Regions from separate parts of the Triticum aestivum genome. Here region 1 is linked to region 2. Evidence: chromatin contacts called from public Hi-C data. All regions are on one chromosome and are shown on one strand. The core of a region is the stretch at or near the end of the contact, and the rest is flanking DNA. Distances in the headings are between cores, read along the strand shown.

What was found. Hi-C and Micro-C count contacts between places; a contact is called where the count stands out from the background.
Region 1: a contact with region 2 is called in a Hi-C map of leaf, with 3 times the contacts expected there. The contact joins the promoter of LOC123095930 here to the promoter of LOC123096612 in region 2. A contact is called at or near these places in 2 of 5 Hi-C or Micro-C datasets (both in leaf).

The regions. Positions count from the first base shown.
Region 1 is chr4D:29,963,205-29,970,454 of IWGSC CS RefSeq v2.1, reverse strand. LOC123095930 (SWI/SNF complex subunit SWI3D) reads right to left here and starts at 5,051. Exons shown (of 8, transcript XM_044517502.1): 1 at 4,495-5,051; 2 at 2,889-3,430; 3 at 2,012-2,743; 4 at 1,754-1,920; 5 at 1,407-1,681; 6 at 1,113-1,319; 7 at 86-282. The coding sequence starts at 4,894.
Region 2 is chr4D:29,817,455-29,824,104 of IWGSC CS RefSeq v2.1, reverse strand. LOC123096612 reads left to right here and starts at 4,415. Exons shown (of 4, transcript XM_044518377.1): 1 at 4,415-4,669; 2 at 5,492-6,650. The coding sequence starts at 4,415. LOC123099500 (histone H2AX) reads right to left here and starts at 2,299. Exons shown (of 2, transcript XM_044521648.1): 1 at 2,043-2,299; 2 at 1,341-1,868. The coding sequence starts at 2,237. The coding sequence ends at 1,650. It overlaps LOC123099501, which reads left to right. Exons shown (of 1, transcript XM_044521649.1): 1 at 1-685. The coding sequence ends at 528.

The DNA of each region.
Region 1 (7,250 bases), core at 3,802-6,301, 150 kb before region 2:
CATCAATGAAAATGTATATAATTTGCAGTTTTTACTGGCACAGAACACAGGAGGGATCATTTGGAGAGCAAAGCATCGACTATACCAGTTTCTCGACCACCAGTGCAGCTAGCCGTCGAATTTGATCTTCTTCCTGCTCAGCAAGGAGCTTAGCCTTCGCAGCAGCTGCTGAAACAGCAGTCGCTGCGGCTCGTTTTAGCGTAGTTAAGGAATCATTATGCTCGGCGGTCACTCTTGAGACCATCTCTCCATCGGCAGGTACATTTTCAGCACTGTTAGGTTCTGCAAGATAGGGATAGCACAGGGGAGGAAATCAGCTGATGAAAAATTGAACCACCAAGAGGATTGGCCTATGAAGCTAAATCTGTTTTCTAAATTCTGCCCCTCTAATGACTGCCTTTTTCTAATTCATACGACTCTGTTTACTTCATCGTGGTCAGATATCACAAAGCTCTCATCGGGCCATCCTTACAGGAGACAGCTGGTATATATTCTCCAATATTTGGGGGATACAGATGTCAGAGAATGATTATGTCTGGGAACTAAAAGATCAAGAAAGGAAACGAGAAATTGGAAATAAATGCACTCATCATTCAACTGAAGAACGAAAAGGAAAACAAAACTAACTACACGAATGTTTAACTAATTAAGCTGTTAAAGCGCACAAATAGAACAGTTCAAGCAACTAAAGCATTTAGAATTCTCCTTCTCACTTCCACATCCAAATTTTGCTACAAGTTGATCTCTTATGGCAGCACAGGAAAAGCAAACCACATATTCCATGGCTACAATACTATGTTTGTAAGTCAGATCTAAAATTCTGGATTTAGCAGGTCCTGCTCAGAAACAGCTGAATCTGATGGCGTGCTAAGAAATTATGATGAATATATGGGAATGTGAATAATCTTACCCAGCATTACCAGACCAGCATAACTGCTTACATGTGCAGTTGACGCATGTCAATGTTGCAACGAAGTCTTCTGGACTAGTGAATAATTATATAGTGTTTAACTAATCAGAATGCGCTAATTGAACTTTGCATGCTTACTCTTCTCTTGTTTCATTAGAGATAGTTTCGGACTTTACGTATAAGCTAAATGTAGATGAAGTACCTTCCAGCTTGCCATTCCCCAATGTATGGGTTTTCTCATCTTCTTGTACGGCAGTTGGGGCAGCAACTGCATCTTCAGTCTTGTTAAGCTCGATCTTGCCTTGTGAAGGTGAATCATCATCTGGCTCCACTTCAGAACTTGGTTTGTCCTTTAACAGCTCAGGATTAGTTGCACATGTAGTACTTCCTGCAACAACCTCTTGAGAAGCTGACAAACCACATCCATTTGCATTATTTTCTGGAGCAACTGAATCTTTGGTAGAACTTGATGGAACTTTTGTGTCGTTGGACGCACCCTTATCCACCAGAGGAATTGGATCATCGGTCTCCTTAGCTTTATTGGATTTAGGCTCCACTGTGGGTGCTTCATCATCGCAAGATACATTCTTAGTATCTGATTCTTTGTGGTCTTTTGGTGAAATGGATGGACTGTTTTGCTTTTCCACAGACACGGTATTCTCTTCCTTAACATTGATGTCCTTTTTCTCAGTACCAGTTGAATCTATGACCATATCCTCACCTTTTGCTTGATCCTCACCTTTTGCTTGATCCTCATCTTTATTTGTATTACTGAAAATTCCATTGACCCCATCAGCACAATACATTGCAATAGAATTTTACACAGGTGCAAACACTGCTTACCTCACAGTGACAAAAATGTCTTTCAGATCACTCGGTGGATCTTCAAGAATATAACAGTGCCTACTTGCCAATTGTAGCGCAGGAGAATCCTCTGAGATAGCTTTTAGTGAACTACGGCAAGAAGTGGTAGCATTGTCATCTTCCACAAGACCAGCCAAAAATGCTGCCTGCACAAGACATTTGACATACCTCATTGTAGAAAATACTGTATAATAAGTAAAGATGTCCAAGGGTATAAGACACTATGGCAGTTCTTACCAGTGCCATAACAGGATTCCCTGCATCAGCAAACGAACCTTCATGTCCAGGGAAGTTACCAACAGCCTCGAACGCAGATTTTAGGATATCAATAGCATCATTTGATGCATTTTCACCAGAAATAACAATAGCATCATCTGGCGCATTTTTCTCAGAAGTATCAAGATTAACAGAATTTTCCTTTGCTAGGTCAGTATCAGAAGATGGTTTTGGCTCATCAACGTTTGGTGTTGTGACTGAATCTGCACCACCTGAATTTTTGGCATCTTTATTTTCAACAACACTTCCTTCTTCTGTTTTTTCTTCTGCGTGATTGCCTTCCGTTTTCTCTGAAGGCTTCTCATCCTTGGTATCTTTTCCTTCAACTTTCTCTTCAGTTTCCATTTTCTCAGGTACTTCAGGGGTGCCTTTTTCCACCAAGGCTTGCTCTGTGCTTTCATGGATATTTTGGTGAATATCATCACCATCATGGAAGCGATCCTCAATTTGCATTTGCAGAAAGTGTAACATACACTGTGTTTTTGTTTTTGTAGCAACATGTTCGGCAATCTCAGTCCATTTTCCACCAAAAATTTCCAGAGCTTCTAAGAGAAGCAATGTCTCCTCATCAGTCCAGCTAGTACCACGAGCACCAGAAACTTCTGTGGAATCCATGAGGATGAAATCTGTTTTGGACATGCCTCCATCGAATTTTTCTTCGTTGTAGCAGTTAGAACACAGGTCAAAATCTGCCTGCAGCAATAAAACAAAAATCAATGCTGCCATCCACAAATTGAATCACAAGGTACACTATATCAGTATGATTCTAATGGGTGATATAACATATGGTGATATAGCAATAATCCGAGCAGGGATGTGGCACTAAAAAAATGCTTACCTGGGTCCGGCAATGATAGCGCTTGCCTGAGCAATCAACTGAACAAGAGTTGCAATGGTACTCAACGGAAGGCTCAGCTGCTGCAATTACATCTTCCACTAGAACAGGATCAGGAAGCAAGGTAGGCAGAGGCACTGGAATTTCCCCCTCCCCTTTATTTGGTAAAGGAATCATGTATGACTGAACCGGTTCAAATTTAAACAGCTTCTCAATGAGAGAAGCTTTCTCCTCATTGCGAGAATCGCTTTGGCTCTCCTCTGGCTTACTCTCTTCTAGGCCAGCAGGTGGAAAAGGGTGGAAATTGATCAGGCCCCAGTGATCCAAAAAATCAAACACTTCCTGTCGAGCATCGACCTCCCCAACTGACAGCTCAGCCAAATCTTTGGGCTCCAGCTGCAGCTGAGGATTGGCATGAAATTTCATCATGATAGAATTTCTAATCCCCGAGTATATCTCTGGTGTCCGCTTCTCAGATTTTCCATTAAAAAACGAAGGCAAGGTTTGCTTCTCAACTTGGTGGATTTCCTTCCATGAAAACCATCCTGCAGAAGAAAATGATTTGTTGTTGTGCACTTTTTAATTTCGAAAGAAAATTGATTTCAGAACATGAATAAAGAAGGAAAGCATGTTATCATAATTAAGACAATTAGGGTGGAAACTTGAAAGGCAGCATCAAACCATAAAATATATCTTCTGCTAAATAGTATTTACAATATTTTAGTTCAAGAAAATGGGCTTTGCATGCTTTGAAGTTTGAACAGACAAAAACCATGCATTTCAAGAAAATAAGAGACTACGCAAAGATCAATCACATAGAATCATAAGGTGGTTGCTAGTATGGCCTTCAACAGACAAAAGCAGTATTAGCATATTACATGAATGAAGTGGTTATGCCAGTATTAGTCATGGTTGCACATGGTTACTGGATTACAGCAATTATCAAGATCTGCCATGGTGCTTTCCTTTCATGGTGAGGTAACTGTTTACTGTGTTATCAAGATTTACCAAGGTTGCAATTGCTCGTATATATAGTAATGTCAGAAAGCTGATCTATGGTTAAAATACTTACAAGGAGAAGATATCTCTCAAAAGAAAACAAGTCATGCTCCAAGCACATGGAAGAAAGCAAAATGATGAGCACTCAACTGTTCATTTGCACAAGGCAACAGCAAAGAGGAAGGCAAATAGATATTAATAGCTGTTTACCACCACACACTAGAAGTAATAAAGGCAATGATTTGTAGTAAATTCCTATATCAGGCAGTTAAATCTGAAATCAACAGAATGAGCATGCACTCAAGTTGAGCTAAATCTATCGATGAAAACTACAATGAGCACATCATTGTGCAACTTACAAGTATTAATTCAGGTTACTTAACTGCAGCAACAATGCTAACCATCGAACTACACTCCTCTGCTACATGCTACTGGTTCATTCCGGTAAAGCATTTAAATAGCAGGAGGATGCGGTGAACCAGTGGTAATTTACCGAACGCTTCTACTCGGAAAGCCCTAGCAAAACGCGGACTCCTCACAACCACCCTCGTTCCAGCAATTCACCACCCCAAACGAGAGATCAAGCGACTGTACAGGGGAGAGGGCTCACCGGCGAAGGTAGGGACCACATGGACGCCGGCGCCGCGGGATCGAACGGCCTCGAACCCCTCGTCCACCAGCGGCGTTTCCTCGGCGGGCGTCTGCACCTCGTCGGGCCGAATCGCGGCGCCCTCGCCCGGGCCCGATCCCCCGGGCACGGCCGCCGCGGGGGCCGCATCCGCCGGGGCGGTCGAGAGCTTGTGCGGCGACTGGCGCGCGGCGCGCGTGAGCGGCCCGCTGTGCAGCATGTGCGAGGGCGCGTGGAAGGCGGCGTTGCGCTCCTTGGCGTGCCGCTTGGACGGCGTGAACGACGACCCCGACGCCTTGCGCTTGCCGCCGCCGCCGCGGCGGCGGGGGGCCTCGGCCGGCGCCCCGTCGCCGTGGGCCGCGGGCTGGGGCTTGGGCTCCATGGGGGCCGCCGCGGGAGCTCTCGGATTCTCTCACCGCTCCGGCGCCGAGGGCCAGCTCCGAGATGGGGAGGCGAGTGAGGGCACGCCGCCTGCCCTGCGCTGCCCCTGTGAGTGCTCTCTCTGTGGGCTCTCCCTTCCCCTCTCCTTCCTCTGGACCGGGTTGAAACCTGGGGTCCGTCGTTGGGTTCCCGTAGCGGCAGTGCGGCACGGTGCTGTCTCACTGGCTGGTGGAGCCCGCGCTGCCGGTGGCTAACGCCGGGACGGGAGGAGTTATACATAGGATTATTATTTTTTTGGAAAAAAGAGGTTGAAGAGATCTAGGGTTCCTCCCCCGCTGCCATCCTCCTCCGCCGGTAGATCGCCAGAATGAGGACAAGATTAAGAGCGAAGCAAACAATTCTTACAGCGGTAGAGCTTAATGGTGAGGTATACTGAATGAATGGTAATCGCCTAATCGGGTACAGCTTGTGAAAAGGAATTAAAATCCCATATACTAAATACCCGATAATCTAGTACGACTACTGAAAAGGTATTGAAATTCCATGGTACAAAATTAATAGCATTGATGTTTTGATATAAGTAGACGATGGCACATCTTTGACGTGATTGTGCTAAAGCAACCACATTGATGTACAAATATACGCTGAGGATGGTACATCTTTGGCGTAATTGTGCCTCTCATGTGTGTTGTTCATGACGGTTTCCCTCGCATCACAAAGCCTTCCAGCATTGATGAGGGGATAAACCCTGGTCTGGGGTTAGCCGTGTTGTTCAGGTCACCCTAGCACTGTTTAGGGATCATTCTAGGTGTCCTACATGCGATGGCGAGGTGATGTTGATCGGCGACATGGAATAAGGTCTCCACATCTTGCCTCATTCTGGCGGTGCTGGTTGGTATCGATGGAAGGCATGTGGAGCTTCGGTCTAGGGGGGGTCACAATTTTGTCTTCACTTCTTGTAGGTGGTCTTTGACGATGTCGTTCGGTGGTATGGACGACGATAGCTCGTGATTCCATATGTTGGTTTCTTCTTCCTTTAGCAAGCATGGCAAACTTTGGCTACGTCGGGAAGCTAGCAGGTATGGACGGATCTACGGTGTTTGCCCAATTTTCTATGCCACATTCTTCTCCAAGACGGTGATGCGAGCCTCCATTCACTGTCAGTGGCGGAGGCAGGAATAAATTTCAGGTGTGGCGATATTCACGAAAGAGAAAATCATGTGTAATGCAACTATGCAAGATCTTACTAGAATACTACTCCCTCTGTTTCTAAATATAATACATTTTAGATATTTCAATACGAATTATACATAAGAAGCAAAATAAATGAATCTACACTGTTAAATATGTTTGTATATATGCGTATGTAGTTCGTATTGAAATTTTTAAAAAGGATTATATTTAGAAACGGAGGGAGTAGATACTATACGGCCGCGAAACCCAAAACTCAAGTATTGGCACTCAAAATCCCTGGCAGTTTTGAACTAGGAAGCTGTTGCGATCGCGGCCGTGAGTTGGCCGGTTGTATCATGTATTCTCTTTTTCATCGAACGGTTCAGATTCTTTATTCTACGTGCATTTGTATTTTAGCGCGGTGTAGTTAAGTTGCATGCACGCCGGTCAGCAACGTGCCCAACACGCAGGCAATATAGTGCAGTATATATACGAGGTACTTGTAGGCTACGTCAGCCCACCAGCATGAAATACGTAAGCGTACTGGTATATGTACTATAGGTACATACTTGCGGCAGATTTAGGTGTGGCGGACGCCAAGCCTTGCCAGTAAGCTGGCTCCGCCACTGGTCACCGGCAACTTCTGGCTCCGGACGGCCACTTCCCGATAGCTACGTCACAATGTCGCCCTGTCTTCGAGGGTGCTCCCGTGGCAAAATTTTGTGTTTTGACCTTTTTGTCTAACAAAATCGAGATCTGATCTCAGTTTGAATTTTTTTCGAGATTTGATCATTTCTCCTACCGCCACGAGGCCCGGCGGTAGGATGCTATAGCCTACCGCCAGCACCTGCGGCGGTAGGAAACTTATCCACGTCAGCAGCGGTAACAGCCTCCGTCCCACCCTACCGTCGCTGGTCCTGGCGATAGTCTGCCCGATCCTACCGCCAAGGACCCTGGCGGTAGGGTGTGGGCAGTTACAAGCCCGCGGGCCGGCCGCCCCACCCCCCTTCTCCCCCCACCCAGGCGCCCCAAGAACAGAGGAGTTGTTCCTCTCGCCCCCTCTCTCATCTCCTCCACAGCCCCCCTCTGATCTTCGTCGTTTCTTCACCGTTTTTGCAGATCAAGATGGCCCCGAAGAAAGAAAAGTAAGCTCCTTCGGACCCTCCAATTAGTTTTAGTCAAAT
Region 2 (6,650 bases), core at 3,166-5,665:
GACCCCGACGTCGCCGAGCTCTCCCCCGCGCTGGAGCCGCACGGCAGCATTCGCGCCACGCGCCGCGGCCGCATCGTCGGCGCGGTGCTGGAGCTCTACCACGCCAAGATCGGGCTCATGCCGCTCTCCTCCAAGATGGACTTCTGCGAGTTCTGCGTCGCGTGGACGGGGAAGCACCGCAGCGACGACAAGGCCCGGATCGCCTCCGCCGAGAGCGGCGAGGAGAAGTGGCGGAGGGTGCCTATGCCGTGGGAGCTGTTCCAGCCGGCGCTGCGGATCGTGGGGCATTGCCTGCTGGGCCCGACCAACTCCGACCAGCTGAGGACGCAGGCCGCCCGGGCGTCGCAGTGCCTCTACCTGAGGGCCATGGAGACCATGGACGCGCGCGCCGTGCTGGCCTGCAGGAGCCTCGTCAGGCTGTCGCAGATGGTGGAGGAGCCGATCCCGGAGCCGTCCTTCGCCGGCGTCGAGGCCAACATGGCAGAGCTGGAGACCATGAGGGCCAACATCCTTAGCGGCAAGAAGTAACCGATCGATCAACACTTGACGAGCAGCAAGCAAGTTGATTCGTTACTGATCAGGGTGTGTAATTCAGGCATTGCAGACAAGGCTGTTGATGTATAGCATTTTTGTAATCTTTTTCATTTTGTTAATCAGACATTCTCATTTTGCTATGATGAGAAGAATCCAATGGTGAAACTTGCTGAGCACTAGCACAGAAGTCACTGGCACGTGTGGATTTTGGCTCTGCAACTGCAGACTAATGTTTCCGGATCTCTGGGAGAGGGACAGAGAGAATGCCAAGAACAACATTCGTTCGTGCAAGCAGCATTTTACTGCTGTTCTGTTTCCCCTGGACGAAGAGGAAACGGGCACAGGAAGCAAGATGATCTCTTCGACAACACGCAGTCGTTTCAGACAAGAGTAGAGACAGAGTAATCAGATTCAGGAAACTACACCGCCCCTGGGAATTCATTCATTCGGATGATCAAACCAAACTGAATAGCAACCACAGCTATATATATACATGAATTCAGACGTTCCAAAGCTGATTAAAAAGCAACAAGCAAGCAAGCTGATTAAACAGTAACCAGGAATTCAGACATTGCAGTTGCAGCCACAGCTATATATATACATGAATAGCATTTTTGTCTGCATTTTCGTTTGTTAATCAGATGATACTTATTATATCACCTTCTGCAACTTAAGAGCTATGTTGGCTGATTTCTGAAAGAGGTACAGCGTTTGATGCTGTTTTATTTCCACAGGGCTAAGAGGAGCTGTTTTATTTCCACAGCGAGATGATCATTTCTTTCAGACCAAGACTAGTCAGATTCCTGTAACTAAAATTTCACAGGGAATTCATTCAATCATTCAAACAACCGAACCAAATCAATATTAAAAGACAGCTGCGCACCATCATTTTCGCATATACGAAACCACATAGTATATATTTTCACTCTTCTACTGATCGATCGACTCACTCATTCAACCACGACAGAGCCCAGAAGACACCAAGGTTTTTTTCCATCCCGAGTTTCAGACTCCCGAAACACCCCAACCCACAACTTCAGATGAACATCGTCGTCAGGCAGACAAGATCACATGACAGGACGGCCTCTCCTTCTTCGCCTTGAAGCCGCGCGCGCTCAGAACTCCTGGGAGGCCGAGCCCAGCTCCCCCTTGGGCCCGGCCTTCTTGGGCAGCAGCACCTGGTTGATGTTGGGCATCACGCCGCCGTTGGCGATCGTCACCGAGCCCAGCAGCTTGCTCAGCTCCTCGTCGTTGCGCACCGCCAGCTGGATGTGCCGCGGCACGATCCGGGTCTTCTTGTTGTCCCGCGCCGCGTTCCCGGCCAGCTCCAGCACCTGCGTACGTATCCGGCGGCAATGGAAACGATCAAATCAAACCCCAATCCGACTCGAATCACGGATAACGAACGAACGATCGGGCGAGGCGGGGCGAGGCGCACGAGATCGGACGGGCGGCGATCGACTGACGGAAAACGAAAAGAGAAGGGGGATCGATGATGTCTAGGATACCTCGGCGGCGAGGTACTCGAGGACGGCGGAGAGGTAGACGGGGGCGCCGGCGCCAACACGCTCGGCGTACTTGCCGGCCTTGAGGTAGCGCGCGATGCGGCCGACGGGGAACTGGAGCCCGGCCTTGGACGACCGCGACACCGACTTGGTCGCCTTTGCCTTGCCGCGGCCGGCGACGCCTCCGGTGGAACTCATCGCCGATTCGCCTCCGGAAGCTTCTAAACCCTCTCGAGAGGTGGGGACTGGACTGGGGATTTGGTGGGGTGGGAGGAGAACCCGCGGCGGCGCCTCGGGTTTTATAGCGTAGGGTTGGGGTGCGAGGCGCGCTGTGATTGGCTGGGACGGGCGAGGCGCGGATCGGTGACGTCGGACGCCAGCTTCTGCAATAAATTGCTTCTTTCCTTTTTTATATCTTTTCGGAGAATGTTTTTGTTTTGATCCACCTTTTTTTTCAGGGAAAAAGAACGGTTTATATGGAGGCTGTTCGTTTTATAGACAATCTGAGGGTCATGTGTAGCATGAAAAAGAATGTATCACGTGCACGCGAGTAGACATGCATGCATGCATGCGACTAGTTTAGATCTCGTCCTCTGAACTTTATATTGTTGTATATAAGCTGCGGTATGGTCATTCTGAACTTTTAGACAGTGCTAATATTTCACTCATACGAAACTGATGGTGTCAATTTGGTGTTGCATAGCTTGCGTACGCAATGTTGAATTTATCGTCCATACATTTTTAGTTTATAAGGATTGTCAAATGGCGCAGTCGGAACCAGGAGATTGGGCAAACTATACGGAACATACATGGATGAACCCTTGCTACATATGTACCCACTTCAGAAAACACATTCTAAATGCCGAAAAAAATCAAAAAAGTTGCACAAGTACATTTCTAAATAACTGCTTGGAAGGTTGTTGGGCGCCTCTTAATCGAACGCCATGACATTAAACTCGCGGTGGCAATATTGTGAGGATGAAACGCAGTTTGGTACTCTTCGCCTGGGCCAGTCGAATCTGGTGGAAATCTGCTCGCAAATCGAGCTTCGAAAACTAGGATGTACCTTCCAATTCATCCAGGAGTTCATCAATGACAGATAAAGGAAACTTGCACTTGAGAGTCAATAAGTTCAAATGTATGTAATCGACACATACACGCCATGTTAGGCCCTTCTTGCGCGCCGTGATAGGTGAGCAAAGGGATTGGAACTGGGTAATAGCACTCCGGACTTGAGCATCTTACCCACCTGCACTTTAATTTCAGACTTCAACTCTGACAAATGTCTACAGGGCTGGATATTGATTGGTTTAGCACCCTCGGTTAAAGGAATTCTGTTTCACAAGCCCTATGAGGTGGTTGGCCAGTCAGAGTGACGAAAACAAACTCATATAGTCATATGCACAGTCAGCCATCATATATTGTCGATAAATTGCAACTCCATAACAGTGTACGAAAACTTAGCCAGCGGCTCACCTTGCAAACACAAAAACCGCCCTTGTAATCAAGTGACATCCCCTTTTGATGCCAATTGACACTCATCGTTCCTCGGGCTAACAACCAACCCATGCCAATAATACCATTAAAATGCTTAAGAGGCAGAATCTTTAAATCAGTTGTGAATTGAAATCCAACATCTGACTAAGTACATTACGAATCTAGTGTGTGCAATCCAACTTCACCCCAGCAAGTCACACACTCTGCAGTTTATTCAATGGGTGTTGATGAGGCAACTTACAAGTAAACTGTTGATTGAGAACACGAATGAGAGCTGCCTAAATCAAGTAGCAATGTAGCAGCCTAATCATCAATGAGGCAGTGGAGCTTGATGGCCTTATTGGCAGCTTAATCAGTTTCAGCTTCAGCAGAAAACAACATAAGATCATTGTCACTGTCATATGAATTAATGAATCAGAACCACATAATTCCAGCATTTCCTATAAGCCACATATGTTGCTACCCCACATCCATATTACAACGACAAATACAGAACTGGCTGGATTAATGTACCACCCACCATATAGCGCCTACAGTCAGCAAGTGGGTGGCATGACCTATCCGGACCCGAAGAAGAAGGCAAGAGGCGTCGGAGATGGCATACATTGCGCCATGGAGGCCCATGTCCCGAGAGGCAATCCACACCAAGAACTGAGATGCCTCAAACTCCACCATCGAGGATTCCGCGAACAACCAAGGCAGCACCTGCATGAAGGGAACGACGTTATGACACCGCCGCCGCTTGTTCCGGTGAACGGAAACAAGCCCCCCCCATCCCGCGGCGAGTAGGTCACCGGTGAGTCCATCGCTACAGGAAGAAGAGCGACGCTCATCAACAACGAGGTGACACCGGATGCCGTCAGCCTCACTGCACACCAATGACGACCACGGGCGGTCGTCCTTGCAACACCGAAGCAAAGACCCTTCGGGCCGCCGCCCAGTGCCGCCACTGTGGGATACACGATCCACAACAGGTCACAAACCACCAAGTTCCTACCGCCGCGCGCGCCGACCATTGGACAAAGTCAACCGTGGACACCAACCGGCACCACATCCAGGCCTTGCCCGGACTCTCCACGCCCAACGCATCTCCGGCCGCCCCCAACCACGCCGATGAAGAGAGCCACACATGCGTGAAGCCACCATCGTCCAGGGCCGCCGTCTTGAGCCCACACCACCCGTAGCAAAACGGATTTGGGCCGGGGAACGCGTGTCAATTGCCAGGCGGCGCAACCACCGCTTAAATCCCCCTGGGGGCACTGCCTTAGTATCCCGACTCTGTTGCCACGCATGGTGCCTAGGGGCAGTGGCGGACCTATGTTGAGGCTAGGGGGGCCGTTCCCCCCACAACCTTGGATAATTTTCTGAAGAATTTTTTTAATAGGGCTTAGATTGGAATTTTTTTAGCATTTGGCCCCCACAAACACTGGTGATTTGTGTCCCCCCCCACCCCCCCATGGATTGTCGGCTAGCTCCGCCATTGCCTAGGGGCACCGTTGCGCCACAGCCAAAGGAGTCCTCGTGGAGGAAGGTGGCGAGACTGCCATCATCGTTCGCCGGATGAGCGAAGCTTGTCCGGCTTTCTCCGGCAGGCAGGGTTCGCCTGAGCCGCACCCGTGGAGGCAGCGGGAGCGACAGTCCAAGTACAATGATGTAAGTGGAATGGACGCAACTATATTTCTTTGACAAATACATGTGCATATATATGTGTGTGATATAATTGATGTACGCATATATAGTCTTTTTTTTAGAATAACAAGAGGTTCGAGGGTCGACCTCAGTGAGAAACTTCCAACTCCTAGAGTACACCGCGGTCTACGGATCAGGTAGCCTGGGCTTTTGACCCAGCAAAAAGGGCTGGGTTTGGCCTACAACGCAATTAAACCCACCCGGTCGCTGGATTCCACCAAATTCCCAAGTCCAAACCAGTCCGGTGTCTGTCACTCTCGCCCTAGACCGCAGGCCCACCGCTGTCGCCACACCCACACCACACCTGCAACGTTTTCGTCTTCTCAAAAAAAAAAAAAAAAAACCTGCAACGTTTTCGTTGGACGCACCGCCGCGCTGTTCAAGCGACGTACACTACTGCTACTCCGGTCGCCGTCCCTCCGCCCCAATCAGGCAACCACCCTCCTCAACAACTACCCACCCCACCACCACCCCTCGCCCTCCTCCTCCGTCCTCCGCGGCGCCTCAGCCACCCGCGGGCCGTCGATCCCTCCCCTCGCCGAGTCCCACGGCGGCGGCCCGGCGGCGTGGAGCACCTGACCTGCCGGAGACCGGAGCCATGGTCAGGACGGCGGCCGGGGGAACAGGAGAGTATCATCGTCGCCGGCGAGGAGCACCCACGAAGAGGCGGCGGCCCGGGTCGTCGACGGGGTCAACTCCTTCCTCGGCAAGGCAGGCGGGGACCACGTGGCGCGCGCGGCACGGCCAGCTGGCGGGCCCCACGCGTCAGCGGGCGGAACCTCCCTGCGCCTGCGCGTTGGATTCGCCGCCCCTCCGCGTGCGGTGCGGGGAGCTTATTTAAACGCCCTCCGCCTTGGCTTGGCGCTACAGTGGACGATAACCGCCCGCGGCAACAAACATTCCTCCTCCCTCTTTGCCTCTCCCCTCTCCCCCTCGCCCGCTCGCCGCTCCCCGCGCATGATCCACCTCCTCCTCTAGCCATGTCGCCGCCGCCGTCGTCTTCCGAGGAGGAGGCGTCCCGCGGCAAGTCCGGTTCGGCGAGCGCGATGGCCCCCGGCAAGTCGAGCTCGGCGAGCGCGGCGGCCCGCGGCAAGTCCGGTTCGGCGGGTGCGAGGGTCCCCGGCAAGTCCGGTACGGCGGGTGCGGTGGCCTCCGGCAAGTCGGTCTGGGCCGAGATGGGCGTGGCGCCCTTCCAGGACGGCCAGTACGTGCGGCTCCGCAACCGCGGCCGCGGCGGTTACCTCTGCGCCGACGAGACGGGGCGGGGCGTCTCCATCGACCCCCGCCGCGGGATGGTCAACACGGCGTGGGTCGCGCAGGTCCTGGAGACCGACACCAACTACTTCGTCCTGCTCCGCGGAGCCTACGGCCGCCACCTCGCCGTCACGCGCGCCGAGGCGGGGCCCGGCCACGTCGGCTTCGACG